Regions from separate parts of the Mus musculus genome. Here region 2 is linked to region 1. Evidence: chromatin contacts called from public Hi-C data. All regions are on one chromosome and are shown on one strand. Each heading gives the region's core, a stretch centred on a gene start, on an enhancer-like site or on the middle of the called end of the contact. The rest is flanking DNA. Distances are from core to core; before and after follow the strand shown.

Evidence for each region. A called contact is a pair of places that touch in the nucleus more often than the background predicts.
Region 2: a Hi-C map of Sertoli cells shows a contact between it and region 1, with 5 times the contacts expected there. The contact joins the promoter of Synm here to the enhancer-like site in region 1. A contact is called at or near these places in 21 of 39 promoter capture datasets (the 3T3-L1 cell line, 3T3-L1-derived adipocytes, cancer-associated fibroblasts and 13 more), 5 of 15 datasets of contacts at CTCF or cohesin (CD8 T cells, the NIH/3T3 cell line, embryonic stem cells and 1 more), 240 of 484 Hi-C or Micro-C datasets (the 3T3-L1 cell line, 3T3-L1-derived adipocytes, the 4T1 cell line and 120 more), 48 of 115 datasets of contacts at active chromatin or transcription factors (CD8 T cells, the NIH/3T3 cell line, PVALB interneurons and 32 more) and 5 of 9 other capture datasets (adipose tissue, embryonic stem cells, embryonic tail and 2 more).

What each region holds. Positions count from the first base shown.
Region 1 is chr7:67,686,724-67,693,331 of GRCm38.p6, forward strand. The region is part of intron 6 of Ttc23 (tetratricopeptide repeat domain 23); the gene reads left to right. Among named protein-coding and RNA genes, the nearest start is that of Gm34140, 27 kb to the right of the region's middle. Within about 2 kb of position 1,723, at least 12 of the 459 cell types and tissues checked have an H3K27ac peak or open chromatin away from gene starts, as enhancers often do. A contact at or near this core is called in Sertoli cells, astrocytes, extraembryonic ectoderm and 1 more, where this site is marked.
Region 2 is chr7:67,755,822-67,762,827 of GRCm38.p6, forward strand. It overlaps Synm (synemin, intermediate filament protein), which reads right to left and starts at 3,921. Exons shown (of 5, transcript NM_207663.3): 1 at 2,998-3,921. The coding sequence starts at 3,807.

The DNA of each region.
Region 1 (6,608 bases), core at 473-2,972:
AGAGTAACCACTGAGTGGCATCTAAGCTTTGAGGAGCCACTGGGCTGTTTTCCAAAGTTACCTCAGTCTTCATGTTCTTACCAATGAGGTGCTCCAACATTAGGGTCCCTCCGTGTCCTCACCAGCGCGTCTTGTCTGTATTTTTAACTGCAGCTGTTTTATCAAGTAATGTGATGTTTGAATTAAGTTTTAGTTTCTCTCATTACTAGTTGTGTACCTTTGTATGCTTGTTGGCCATTTTTATACATTTACTGAAATATGTTGATTCGAATCTCGTGCCCATTTTAGACAGTTCTTTGTCTCTCCGTTCTTCTCTGGGAGTTGTTTTCATTTCCTGGTGCCAGAGCCTAAATGCCCACCAGAGGCATGAAGCTAATGATTGCCTCCAGCCACTGTCCTGATGGTGTCCTTCCAAGTGCAAAAGCTTTTACTTCTAACTAAGTCTAATTTGTCTATTTCTCTTTCTTTTTTCTTTTAGCTTCACATCTAAGAAACCACAGGATAATCTAAGTTCACAAAGAATTGTATCTATGTTTCCTTAAAACAGTTCATGGATTTTAGTTCTGACATACAAGGCCTTTGAATTTTTTTGTGTGGTCCTTCGTAAAGGATCAACTTCCCTCTTTGCATTTGGCTATCTGGTTATCTCAGCATACCGTTTATTGAGAAGCTTATACACTCACTATGGAATTACCTCAGCATGACCGTCACAATCAAATGACCATAAGTAACAGGGCTTATTTCTAGACTATCAACTCTATTCTATGGATCTAAGTTTTGAAATCAGTAACTGATCTTCTTACTTTGTTATTCTTTTCCAAGAATGTTTTAACTCTTGTAAACTCCTCGTGTTCTCCTAGGAATTTTAGGATCAGCTTGTCAATCTCTGCACCTCTTCCCCACAAGTAATTGTGCTGGAATTTTGAAAGGCATTGCATTTTTATTCATAATCATTTGTGTGTGTGTGTGAGAGAGAGAGAGACAGAGACAGAGACAGAGACAGAGACAGAGACAGAGACAGAGAGGTATATGTGTGAGTACAGCCACACACATTAAAACGTGGTTCTCTTCTTCCTCGCTGGGTTCTGGGTTTCTGGGACCGAACTCAGGATCTAAGACTTGCTTGGCAAATGCTTTTATGTGCTGAGCCATCTTGTCAGACATGTTTGTTACATGTGATGCCTATTATAGGAGGAATGGTTTCCTTAGCTTCTTTTTCTGAGTATTCACTGATAATAAAGAAAAATAAATGCTTTTTAATGATTGTCTGTGTATTGCAACCATGCTGAGCTTCTTGGTGATTTTTTTCTGATTCATTTGTCTCCATATGTTCCAATTTTTATCTTTTGTTGCACTTAGATTTAGAATTTAAGTTAAAAGTCTTTCTTCCCTGGGTTATAGAAGAATTCACTTGCTTTTAGAGTACTTGGCAATTTTGATAGTTAACTATTATTTTTATTTATTCCTAAGGCTAATAAAGATTAAAGAGTGTTTTAAATCCAGGAGAGATTTGGCAAAGCAAAAATAGCATTGAATTTGAAGTCAGAAAACCAGGCTTGGAGTCCAGACTCTCTGTTTAGTACTCTTTGATTATAGACTAGTCACCCAGCCCCTGTAACAACAACAAATCTACAAAGACACTTTCCACTTAGCAGAACTCCTCCAGGTTCCAAAATACTAAGTGCTTTGTGAACTCCAGGCCCACTGCCAGGGTAAACGGCTTTTACTTATTTATAGTAATTATTAACTACTTATCACTGTTCCCTTTTCTTGAGATTTACCTGAGGAATGGAAGGGTACAGAGTGGCCATAGGTCTCCAAGGAAACCGTGGGTAGTAGGCATTTACTAAATATACACAAATGGGGGTTTGTTATCTTCACAGTTGGTTTTCTTTCATCCCTTTGGAGTGAGAAAAATACACACAGAGGAAAAGACGTTTTAGTTTCAGTAGAATGCAGAAAAGTTCCACAGTATTTTAAGAAGTAGCCCATTAAGATGGAAAAAAATAAAGGAAGCCCAACAGAGCCACTGCACAAGAAAAGTTCCAGGAACTTAAAAGAAGTGCTGCCTGCCTGCCTGCCTGCTGGGATTGTGGGAAAGCCAGGCAAATGTTCCTGTTTGTGAAACTCCACATTGAGAGATGTTAGTAATCACACCTTATTATCTAAACTAAAAAGTCACAAGATTTCCTTGCTGTGGGTACAGCTGCTTTGTTCTGTTTGCAGGCCGTGAAGACCCCAGCTCTGCTGGCGGAATCACTCTTCACTTCTCTGACACTTGAGTGGCACATTTCTCTTGTTCAGTTTTCAGAGCATCTCAGCTGCAAAAGTAGGGACCTTTGATTAGCAAAGGTTCATGAAATCAGAGCATTTGTACTCTACAAAAGGTGGTAGAACCAGAAGATGTGGCTTCGGTCCACACCAGCTAAGGGCACTCACTGACAGCTGGCTGCTCAGACCTGCTCCAGGTGCTCTGTGGGTAGTGGCGCTTCTCACCACCTGAGCATCTGCTGTGGCTCTACCACAGGCATAATTCATTTTATTAGAAATAATCCAAATAAGACTTGTGCTAAAATTTTCAGATCTCTTGAGAAGCTAATTGTACTGGCTAGTTTTGTGTCAACTTGACACAGCTGGAGTTATCACAGAGAAAGGAGCTTCAGTTGAGGAAATGCCTCCATGAGATCCAACTGTAAGGCCTTTTCTCAATTAGTGATCAAGGGTCCTTGTGGGTGGGACCATCTCTGGGCTGGTAGTCTTGGTTCTATAAGAGAGCAGGCTGAGCAAGCCATGGGAGGCAAGCCAGTAAAGAACATCCCTCCATGGCCTCTGCATCAGCTCCTGCTTTCTGACCTGCTTGAGTTCCAGTCCTGACTTCCTTTGGTGATGAACAGCAGTATGGAAGTGTAAGCTGAATAAACCCTTTCCTCCCCAACTTGCTTCTTGGTCATGATGTTTGTTCAGGAATAGAAACCCTGACTAAGACACTAATGAAGGCTTTATTCTTTACACAAAATTCTAAGTATGACATCAGTCTGGGCACCGTACAGATGATTGCTGTTGCTCTTAAGGCAAACCGAGAGAGCCTGCCTCCTGACCGCCCCCTAGCAAGCCTGGCTCGGCCACCCCATTGTTCTCAATAGTCCAGTGAAGGCTAACAGTGAACAGCAGAAAACGGAGACCTTACCAGTGTGACCACATAGGGAAAAGAAGAGGTCCAGTGACAGCCGTGGCTGAAGGCCATCCTCAAGGTCCTCAGATTGGGGCTGGGTTTCGTTGGAAAGCAAGCCCTCTGCACCACTGAGCATCCCTGGTCAAGGTCATCGATGTCTTGGCTCTGGTCTCTCCTGCAAGGTTGTCTGACAACTTGCAAATCTCTTTCCAAGGGAGAAGATCCCCTCTGGCTGGCACCAGAGCTCTACCCTTTTCCTTCTTTCAGCATGAGATTCTTGGGGCAAGTCCTTGGTTTCAATAGTCTGGTAGCCAAAGGGAGGGGCTCAATAGTCTCTTTAGAATATCTTCGTTTTGTCAGAATACTGACACTTTATCTGCCCGAAGGTGCCCAGTGTTGACGCTGATTGAACTTCTTCCTCTGTATATCTGCCGGTGGATGTCGATTAGGAGTCAGAGTAAAGGAGACGAGGAGGAGAGCAGAAGGAAGGGATATTTGATGGCATGAAAAATGAGAGTGTGACTCTGTGACCGTGTTTATAAAGTTAAAAGCCATCAAAGGGAAACTAGTCTTACGCAACCTGGATGAAAAAGATAACTCAGAGATACAGGGACAAAAGACAAGAACAATCTACAGAAACGAAAACAAATGGGATAGGCCGTTTATAATCCTTAACTTCAGTTGTTATTTAAAAAAAAAAAATGGCTGTGTAACTACCCACCAGCAGGCTGGAGTCGCCTGGGAAATGAAGGCAAGTATGTGTTTGTGCATGCATGCATGTGCACGTGTGTGTGTGTGTGTATGTGTGTGTGTGTACATGTGTGCATATGTGTTTGCATACACACATCAGTATTTCTCGACGCTGCACAGGAAGGCCTTCAGAGTGAAGGACTGCAGTATGGAGTGGGAGGAAGGATGAAGCATGGAAATAGAAGGAAGCTTTCTGTTTTGTTTTGCTTTAGTTTGTTTCTTCCTTTCAACCACTTATGATTTTATGCATTTAAAATCTAGTTAAGTTTTAAGAAAGCTCACATTTGCAGGCGAATGAAAATATTAGCCCTTGGCATGCCTATTTTGTGGTCCCTATGTGATATCTCTATAAAGATGCTAATCCCTATAGATAATGGGACTTCTTCTGAGCCCTTTGGAGGAGATAAGACTGGCACCTGGAGGAAAGCCACGGAGGGTTCTCTGTGACTATTAAAAGAAACAGACCTTGTCCAGGATGTCCATTTTTAGATGTGACTTCCTATTCATCTAATCCCCCTGGGATTTCCAGGACCGCCCTTTGCTTGGCCTGGCCTTTCCAGCTACCCCAGCCCCTCAGAAAAGGCTTCCCTCCTGGACAGAGACTGGGAGGAAGGGAAGTGGCCACCCTGCACCGTAACCTGACCTGTCTTGCATAAGGCTGTCACCTCAAAGCCAAAGATGGAATGGCCATTCATGGCAGGGCAGGGACGGGAAGCTGGTCAGTTATAAATAAGGCCAGCAAAGCCCAGGCCTCGCAGTGACGATGGGCCTGAGCCCATAGTGAAGGCAGGAGCTTGGACTGACGCAGGAGGCAGAAGACTAAAGCAGGAGGCAGAACACTTGGTGATGCCTGTCCTGTCCACCATCCCTGCTTCTTCCCTCCATCAGTGTGGCTTCCACGGTCCTCAGGAGCAACCTGGGTGCCCATTTACTGGTACCTCACTATTCCCTGGCCAGTTTACTCTAGTTTTTGACAGAGTCCATACTTAGTAGCCACCCCCCCCCCCGCCTTTACTGATGCTTAAATAGTTTTCCATTACACTGATAAGAACGTCATCTTTCTGTGAGCTTGATTTGTTTGAGAACAGTTTGGGCCAAGACAGCATGTGAATGTGTATTGTAGGCCTTAGGCTGACTCTGCCCTGTGCCGACCAACCATGTGACCTTGGTGTTTCACGTCTCCACAGTAATATGGACTCGCAGTATCTGTCACTGGTCCTTTGGGGTTAAGCAAAATGGTGTCCACAATCCGCCTAGCACCATACTTAGCAAAGTGAACGCATGTTCCCCGTGGGTCCCTTCTCCCACCTCCTACCCGCAAGCATGCTAGCCTCTGCTTTACAGATGCCCTAGTTGTTTATTCCTAAATTGAGACTTGGTCACCAACCCCGTGTCTTCTCTTGGTCTAGGTAAATATTCTCTAAGTCCACAAATGTTTCCTGGGCCACTTGTATACTTACTCTGTCTGTACTTAGCTATAGAAGAAAACACTTCCCTCTGGATCCATGATTCCCCTAATTGTTACCAGGTAGAGGGGGGAAATCTGTCCCCAGTCCCCCAGGTACCCTGTTACCAAGTGTTTCTGCATACATAGAAATACCGTTATCTTTCTTTTTTACTAGCCACTGTGTTTCCTCCTTGAGGAATAGTGCACATTTCACAGATGCAAGGCAGCAGGCCCAGTTAGATAAGAGTCTGCCAGCCCTGGCTCTTGGGGCCTCTATTGGCAGATGGATCTGAGCAAAGGAATCTCTCGTTTCCTCCAGGAATGCACCTGAGATACTAGAACAAACACCACTCTGTCATTTGACAGGGACCAAGGGAACTGGTCATGGCTACTCTCGAGATTTTCTTTTTAATACATGATATTGGCTAGTGAGGTAATTAAAGATGAATTTACTTTTTAAGCCAATTGAGCCTTTTAAGAGTCCAATTTGGGGATAGTTAGCATTCTCCCTCAACTTTAAAATGACAGCTCTTGAGCATGTCGCTATAGGACACTGAAAAATAAAAACAAATAAATGAAAAATAGGAAAGGAGATGTGAGGGGAAAGCCCCACCCTTGGGCGGTGATGCTGCAGAGGTGGGGACTGACCCTGAGCTCTGTGGAAGCCCACACAGGGAGCAGGACTCTTGTCCCTGTGTTCTCTGCCTCCTGGCCCCTCCGTGCCTTCTGTCACATGTAGCCTGGCTGCGCATTCACTTCTCTCAGAACTGCTCTAACGCTGTGGCCGTGCTTCCAACCACAGGACCGACTGCCAACTCCCCAGCCTTGTCCCCTGGGACACAAGTGCTGCTGCCCCTCTCCGTTCTTGTCACCAGTCCTTAATGTCACATGGAGACCCTTCTACAGCAGTCAGGTGGATGAGGAAGAGGTGGGTAGGCTTCCATGGTGCCCGCCAGTGTCAGTGGGGGAAGCGCCACCCTTCCCCGGATGCCAGGGAACCCTGGATGGCACTGTTACAGATGAGAATCCCTGGTGCTATGGTGTCTTCTTCAGCCCTTTGCAAGTTGCCTTTTCTGTGTTTCTGAAATGCAACCAGGTTAATATATGTCCGTAGAGACAAGTGATTGTATAAGTACCTTTGCTTTCTTCCTCCTAATGAATGCTTAGACGGAACCCACTTTCACCATCTCGAATGGTGCTTGAATGGACTTGAGGGCGTCTTGATAGACGGCGGGCACT
Region 2 (7,006 bases), core at 2,671-5,170, 71 kb after region 1:
TCTTCCAGAAGTCCAGAGTTCAATTCCCAGCAGCCACAAGGCTCACAACCATCTGTAATGAGATCGGATGCCCTCTTCTGGTGTGTCTGAAGACAGCAATAATGTACTTACATTTAAAATAAACAAGCAAATAAAAAACAAGTAAACAAATCTAAAAAACAGAACAAAAACAAACAAAAAATCCCAGTCACCCTCTGCTTCATTGTCCAGCTCTGCTGGCTTCCCAGGTTCCCGATGAGCACACACTGGTGCCACATCACCATGGCCTCCTGTGGCCTCTTTCTTTGTTATTTTTCACTGCTTTATCCTTAGCTACAAAGAGGGAGACTGGCACCTGAGGTCCCAACCACCATTAATTGGATAAATTAATAGAAGCCATCCAACCAATAGCAACCTGTGAGCTGCTTTTCATTTTCACAGAGCGGGAAACAGGGCGAGGAAGGGGTTAATGAGCTTAATCTTGAAGAAATCTTATACTCTGAGATAGAGTGAGAGTCAGAATTCAGCCCCAAATAGGAAGGCTACAAGAATGCTGAGCTTAACTACACAGCTAATCCTGTCTGCCTTCTTTTCAAAAGAAATGTCTCCTTAGTGTTTTGGAATCGTTCACAAATGGTTGGAGCTGGCAGCTAAGAGTCTCCATCGCAGAACAAAGTCAGTGTTTCTAGGGTAAAGCTGGAGTAAATGACAACATCTTCAAGGCCTTTCTCAGGCCCCTTGCAGGTCTTCTAACATCCCCTGCCACTAGGATACAGAAAAAAAAAGCCAATAAATAAATAAATAAATAAATAAATAAAAATACAAGCTAGAATAATACACCATGAAGGGTCTGAAAACACCCTCGGGTTCCATGAGAGCAGGCTATCTCTGGGCTAGCCCTTAGAAAAAGCAGTTATCACTGGACCTGTGCAAAGTTAAAGGTTTAAGAGAGGACGCATGGCCCAGCAGTGAGCTGCTCACATGAGCCTGGATGGAACTCTGTTTTGGCCACTTATAGACTGATGGCTCACCCTCGTCTTTACCATCTGTAAAACAGGGCTCATGTTAGTATCCACCTTCTGAGATTGGTGTGCGGACTAAGAGTGAACACATGGACTAGGCCTGATGCCTCCCAAGGCTGTTAGCAGTGCAACGTTTCTACAGAAAGTCAGCTTAGCCAGTCTTTATATTTTCAGTCCTCCAGACTGAGCATCTAAGAAACTTGGGGTGGGGGGAGGGGAATGGTAAAGGCTTGGGGTTGAAACAATATTTTCTCCTTCATATAATTCGGAACACTGTTTATGATTGGGGAGAAATGTTTCAGAATGGAATCTGAAATGCAGTTGCTTTAAGATAGCTGGGCAAAGAGTTACAATACAGGTAAGATTGCAGCTGGTAACATTTAGCAAAGGCAAAAACCTAAACAAATTGAGACTGAAGAAGAAATCCAGGTCCTTCACACTGTCCTGCTCTTGTTTCCAGGGGGGAAAAGCCAACTCTGAAACAGAGAGATCCCAGGGTGGGGAGCCAAGGGTGGGGTCCTATTGCAAGTCAGGTGTGACCTCAGGTACGACTTCATTAGTGGTCTGGAGTCCTTGTGGAAGGGCTGGACAGTGATTCTATACATACTTCCAATTCCTAGTCTTTCCTCCATTTGGGGAACTCTGCTTCTCTGTCTCAGATTTGCTCCTGAAGATTTTATTAGTGGGAAAAGGTTAGGCTGTTATAAGAACCTTAAAGCCAGAGCTTCTTCAAGGTCCATGATCTCCCACCCACTCTCCAGCTCTTTGGCTACCAAAATCCTAGCCCATCGCTGGGGAACCAGAAAAAAAAAAAAAAAAAAAAAAAAAAAGAGATGCTGACTACCAGCTGCTGGTCACATCACCCCAGTCATCCACTCCACACATTTTAGAAAATGACATCACAACATCTCCAACCTTCAGCTCCTAGCTGCAAACTCTTCTCTTCAAATATTTCTTGAAGTTGTGCTCATCTTACTCCAGACCAACTTCCTGAGAGCCCCTCATCGTGTGATTTGGGAGTAATTCCAATTCTGGCTGGGAGTGAGCTAGGTTGGGAGCCAAACACTAGGGCCAAACTGAGCGTCCAGAGAATAAATCAGCCACAGGTATCCGCACACATCGTCAGAGGGTTAGAGCTCAGCTGCTCTGACATAAGAACCGTTTATATTAGTCTGTAGTTGTAATAACATCTCACCACAGGGTCCTGCTTTCTCCTGGTTTTTACACAACCCAGAGATCTGCCCTCAGCTCGTACTGTGAGCAAAACAACTCTGACCCTTTTTCTGTATGACAGTTACTTAGTCCTCTCGCGGGAAGAAACAAAAACCAGAAAAATAAGACATCTGCTCGAGGAGCTACAAGCAGCTGTCTCCAGCTGGGAAATCATTCTGGCAAACAAAAACAAAACAAAACAAAACAAAACAAAAAGGTGCTTGGAGCCCTCTTTAAGCATGGTGAGCCTCCTGGGGAGGACTTGGCAGTGCCTTGCAACCTCTCAATGTGTTGCCTATCCAGGTCTGAAGTCTGGGCTGAGTTTTGGATTTCAGGCTACAAGCTCTACAAAAGCGCAGGAAAAAGAAAAAGAAAAGAAGAGAGGAGAGGAGAGGAGAGGAGAGGAGAGGAGAGGAGAGGAGAGGAGAGGAGAGGAGAGAACAAAAACAGAACTAACAGGATCGTTGATCAGGATGTGCCTAGACACGTCTGGATCTAAAGGTAATCCAACTAACAGGATGATGGGCACTAGGCTAGCCACCGGGACCTGTCACATGGCGTCAGTCCTCCGATTTAAGGATCATTGCACCAACCCCTTATTCTTAGACTAGCTATATGCCAGAATCCCGTCGCTTCATAAATAGCAAAGCTGCTGGCAGCGTACGCTTCCCTGGGTGGGGCTGAACCAGCTGGGTGTCCCGGGAACCCCTGCTGCTCGCCTACTGGGTGCACAGGGGTGCGTGTACAGGCTATTAGGGAAGGGGCGCGGTCCCTGCCCACGGACCTGCCGCTCCTCCGCCTGCATCCCGTACTCCTCGCGCATCCGCAGCAGCTCATCCTCCAGCCTCGCGCGCAGCTGCTCCAACTCCAGCGCCTGGTTCCGCAGCGCGTCTGCCTCCTGCGCGCACAGCCGCGCCTCGTCCTCCGCCTGGAGCCGGCTCTCTTGGCCGCGGCGCAGCGCCTGCTCCAGCTCGCGCACCTCGTCCTCGTACAGCTGCACGCTCTCCCTCCACGACTCGGCCACCAGCAGGGCGTAGCTGTCGTGCACGTCCCGCAGGCGCGGCGGGGGCGCGGCGGGGCTGGTGGCGCGGGCTCGGAAGTGCATGGTGAGGCTGGCAGCGCGGGCTCGTAGATCTCGCACTTGGCGTTCGTGGGCAGCGTCCAAGTCGCGGCGCTCAGTTTCCAGCCGGCCCAGCAGCGCCTCGAGGGCGGCGCGCGCGCCCAGAGCCTCCTCTAGCTCCCGCCGTTGCGCTCCCAGCTCGGCATCCAGGCGGCTGCGGGCAGTGCCGGCTTCCACACCCTCCCGCTGCAGCTCCAGCAGTTCCCTCCGCAGCGCGTCGCGCTCGCCCTCGGCCAGGGCTGTGGACCAGTTCAGTTCATCTAGCTGCTGTCGTAGGCTGCGCGCCTCCTCGGCGTAGAGTGCCTGATCCTCAGCCCAGCGGTCCTCCCGGCTCAGCCGGCTGCGCAACTCCTCCTCCAGTAGCAGGTTCTCGCGCTCCAGCTCTCGCACCCGGCACACGTAGTCGTAAAGCCGGGCGTTGAGCTCCTGCAGCTCCGCCTTTTCAGAGCCCGTCTGCAGCCGCCAGGACAGCATCTTGCTGGGTGTGCCGGACCCTTTCGATTAGCCGCTTGCCTCCTGCCCTGATCTTGTCCCCTCCGCCCCGCCGCGCCGCGCCCGCCGCGCCGCTGCCTCGGAGGCCCTTGGACTGGCGCACCGACTGGCGAGCTTCCCCACTTAGTGGCCCGGTCGCGCGGCTGTGGACTTGGGCCATCGCCTCCAGCCAATCAGGACGCGGCCCGCGCGGCCACTGCGGCCGGACAGCGCCCCCTGCCGGACAGATCGGGCCATGGCGAGGCTGCCCAGCACTGGCCCCCCTGGTGGCCCAGGGTAATCCCACGTGGGTTGTCGGATTACTGCGTGCTGGCTATCTGGGACACCTTATGAGGCTCCCCGTTGCTACTCCTAGGGCGCAACTAAGGCACCCCTGAGTCCCAGCTTTCTTTAATGAAAAATAGTTGCCATTAAATGAGAGATCCTTTTCGTAGAGGAAGCTTCTAATTGGTTGCTCTGGAGATGAGGGGCAGGAGGTGTATTCTTTAAACTAGAGTTATAGTTCAACAATAAAGAGCTTGCCAGATAAAGAATATGCCAGGCCTGGATATCAATATCCACCACCACAAAACAACTTTGCGCATGTATATTGCACATCCGTATATACACATATACCTGTTATGTTTTTTAAACTAAGACCATTTCAGTAATTTTGCTTTTATTTTTTATGTGTGTGAGTGTTTTGCCTGCATGTATTTGTACCACGACGGTGCACACAGACGCCAGAAGAGGGCGTCAAATCCCCGTGAAACTGGAGTTAAAGGCAGTTGTTAGCCAAAATGTGGGTACTGAGAATTGAAACCACATGCTCTGCTGCCAGTGCCCCTAACCACTGAGTCATGTCTTCAGCCCTACATATACATTTTTAACTTCTGGCATGAATGCATCTCCATTTGCCAATATTATATGTTTAGGTAAGATTTCCTTTCCACGCAGAGTGGGAAACGCTGTTACCTTCTTACTTGCACAAACCACCTTCATGGGACTTTATGCTTTGCAATATTAGCATCATTCTGGTGGAGAAAGAACCTAGAAAGACTTTGAAGTGCTCTGAGCACAGAACATTCTAGACACCTACCATCTCTCCAGACTTTTGCAACTGCCTTATACACACCCCCATTATGACAGCCTGGGAGGGGGGCCGCTGTCTCTTCTTTCAGCAGTGTGCCCTTAAAGCACTTAGTTTAATTGCCATAGAAACCACAGCTCTCTCAGTTTGTGCATACTTGCATCTCATTGCATTACACGACAGTTACAAAGGATGGTAGCCAGAGTCAGTAGCATTACAGAGCGCAGGAATAGGCACAGGTGGCCCTAAGTAGGGGGGTGGGGGGTATTCAGCACCAAGGCATTGGCCTGGGAGCCCTGGACTCTGTTCTTCCGTTCTCCCATCCACAGGGGCACATCAACACTTTGGTCCTTGGTGATCATCACTCAACCTTCTAGATTACTCATCCTGAGCGCCCTGGCCTTGACCACCCCACAACAGCCGACCCTCACAGGGCAGCTACAGAGTCACCTGGACTCAGCTGGAACCGTTAACTCTCATCATATTGAATGTCCAGACTTCCAGTTCTGTCTAGAGGTAGGGAGCCATCACACATCATTGGCCCCAATTAAGAGGTTGCTTTGCTCTGACTCCTTGGGTTTTTCTTGCTTCCCCCCACCCCCACCCCGAGTGTTGAATTGTAAAACTCAAAACTTCTCCTCACTTCTGCTGTAAACCCATCTCTCAGGAGATGACTGCTCTGGGGGCATAGCTTAGCAGAAGAAAGACAAAGTCAAAAACTTGTGCTACTGCTTACTATTGCAAAACAATATCCCACTGATCAGACTTAATCCTCAGAACTGAGATTCGGAGACATGGGCTAGTGTCCTTAAATATATGACTGTGAAGTGTGGGAAGAAGTGAGCATATTAGAGGTGACCAGGGGAGCCAACCTGAGCAGGCAAAGGCTGCACATTCAAAAAGAAGAGCCTAACCAAGTGGGAGGGAGGAGAGGGCTATTTGCGAAGGATGTGGGGGTGGAGAAGCACCAGTGACCTAGGGAGTAGCAAACCAAGAGCCTTTGTGCCCAAGTGCTAGCGGAGCCTGGAGTTCTGAGATACGGCCTCTGGACAGAGGAGAGCTGCAGAATATACCCTAGAAGGGAGAAGGTGAGCCCAACCTCTCTTTCCTGCTGCTCTCCTGCCAGGGTCTCCCACTGCAGAAGCCTGGCAGTGGTGTATGGGATAGGTCTCCTGCTGTGTGAGGCTGCCAGTTGTTACATGTGAACCATGGGGTCAACACAGCTACTGTGGAAAATAAGTATACAAGCTTATAATTCACAATACAACAAGAGGGAGATAAATACTCAAAATGTAACATGTCCTAATCACTCAACTGCATTTTCTTATCTGTTCTTGAAATTCTACATAGTTAATGTTCATGAATGTCATGTCAGGGTGTTGAATATTTGCACTATAGAAATCAGCCAGTGATTTGTTATCTTTGGCTGGGACCTTGCTTTGTGGATTGTCTAGCCTTAGTCTTCCCTTTGGTGTGCATCTGTTAAGACGATGGGTTAGCCAGGTGGTGGCTGCAACAGTGCACACCTTTAGTCCCAACACTGGGTAGGCAGAGGCAGGTAGATCTCTGAGTTCCAGCCTGGTCTAGAGACTGAGTTCCAGGACAGCCAGGGCTACACAGTGAAACCCTGTCTCAAAAAAACAATCAAACAACAACAACAACAACAAAAGACTACAGGTTAAACTTAGCAGTGTGTTATGATGTATCTATTGGACTGGGAATAGGGTAACACCTTTTTCAGTATCTCAGAACTATTATCCAGGCCAGCGAAGAAGTTCAGAATGGAGATTCATCACTATTTGGCCTTGCTTGATAAACAAAAATATTAACAAGAATTCATACCATGCTATACCTATTCATCAACTGCAACCATACACTAATGTCCAAGTCCTCAAAAAGCCACAAGAATATTCTATAAGAATCAATTGATTATATTGATTATATAAGGAGTATTGGATATTTTGCTATTGCTTATAATAAGAATGTGAAAGCTGTCTCAAAGGTGCCACAATATAGAAAGAGATGCACTTTTTATTAATATCTGACTAGAAAAAGTCCCTGTGGCCTTTGTTTCTGGTTTTCATTCTTTCATTAGAGTAGGTAATCTAAACT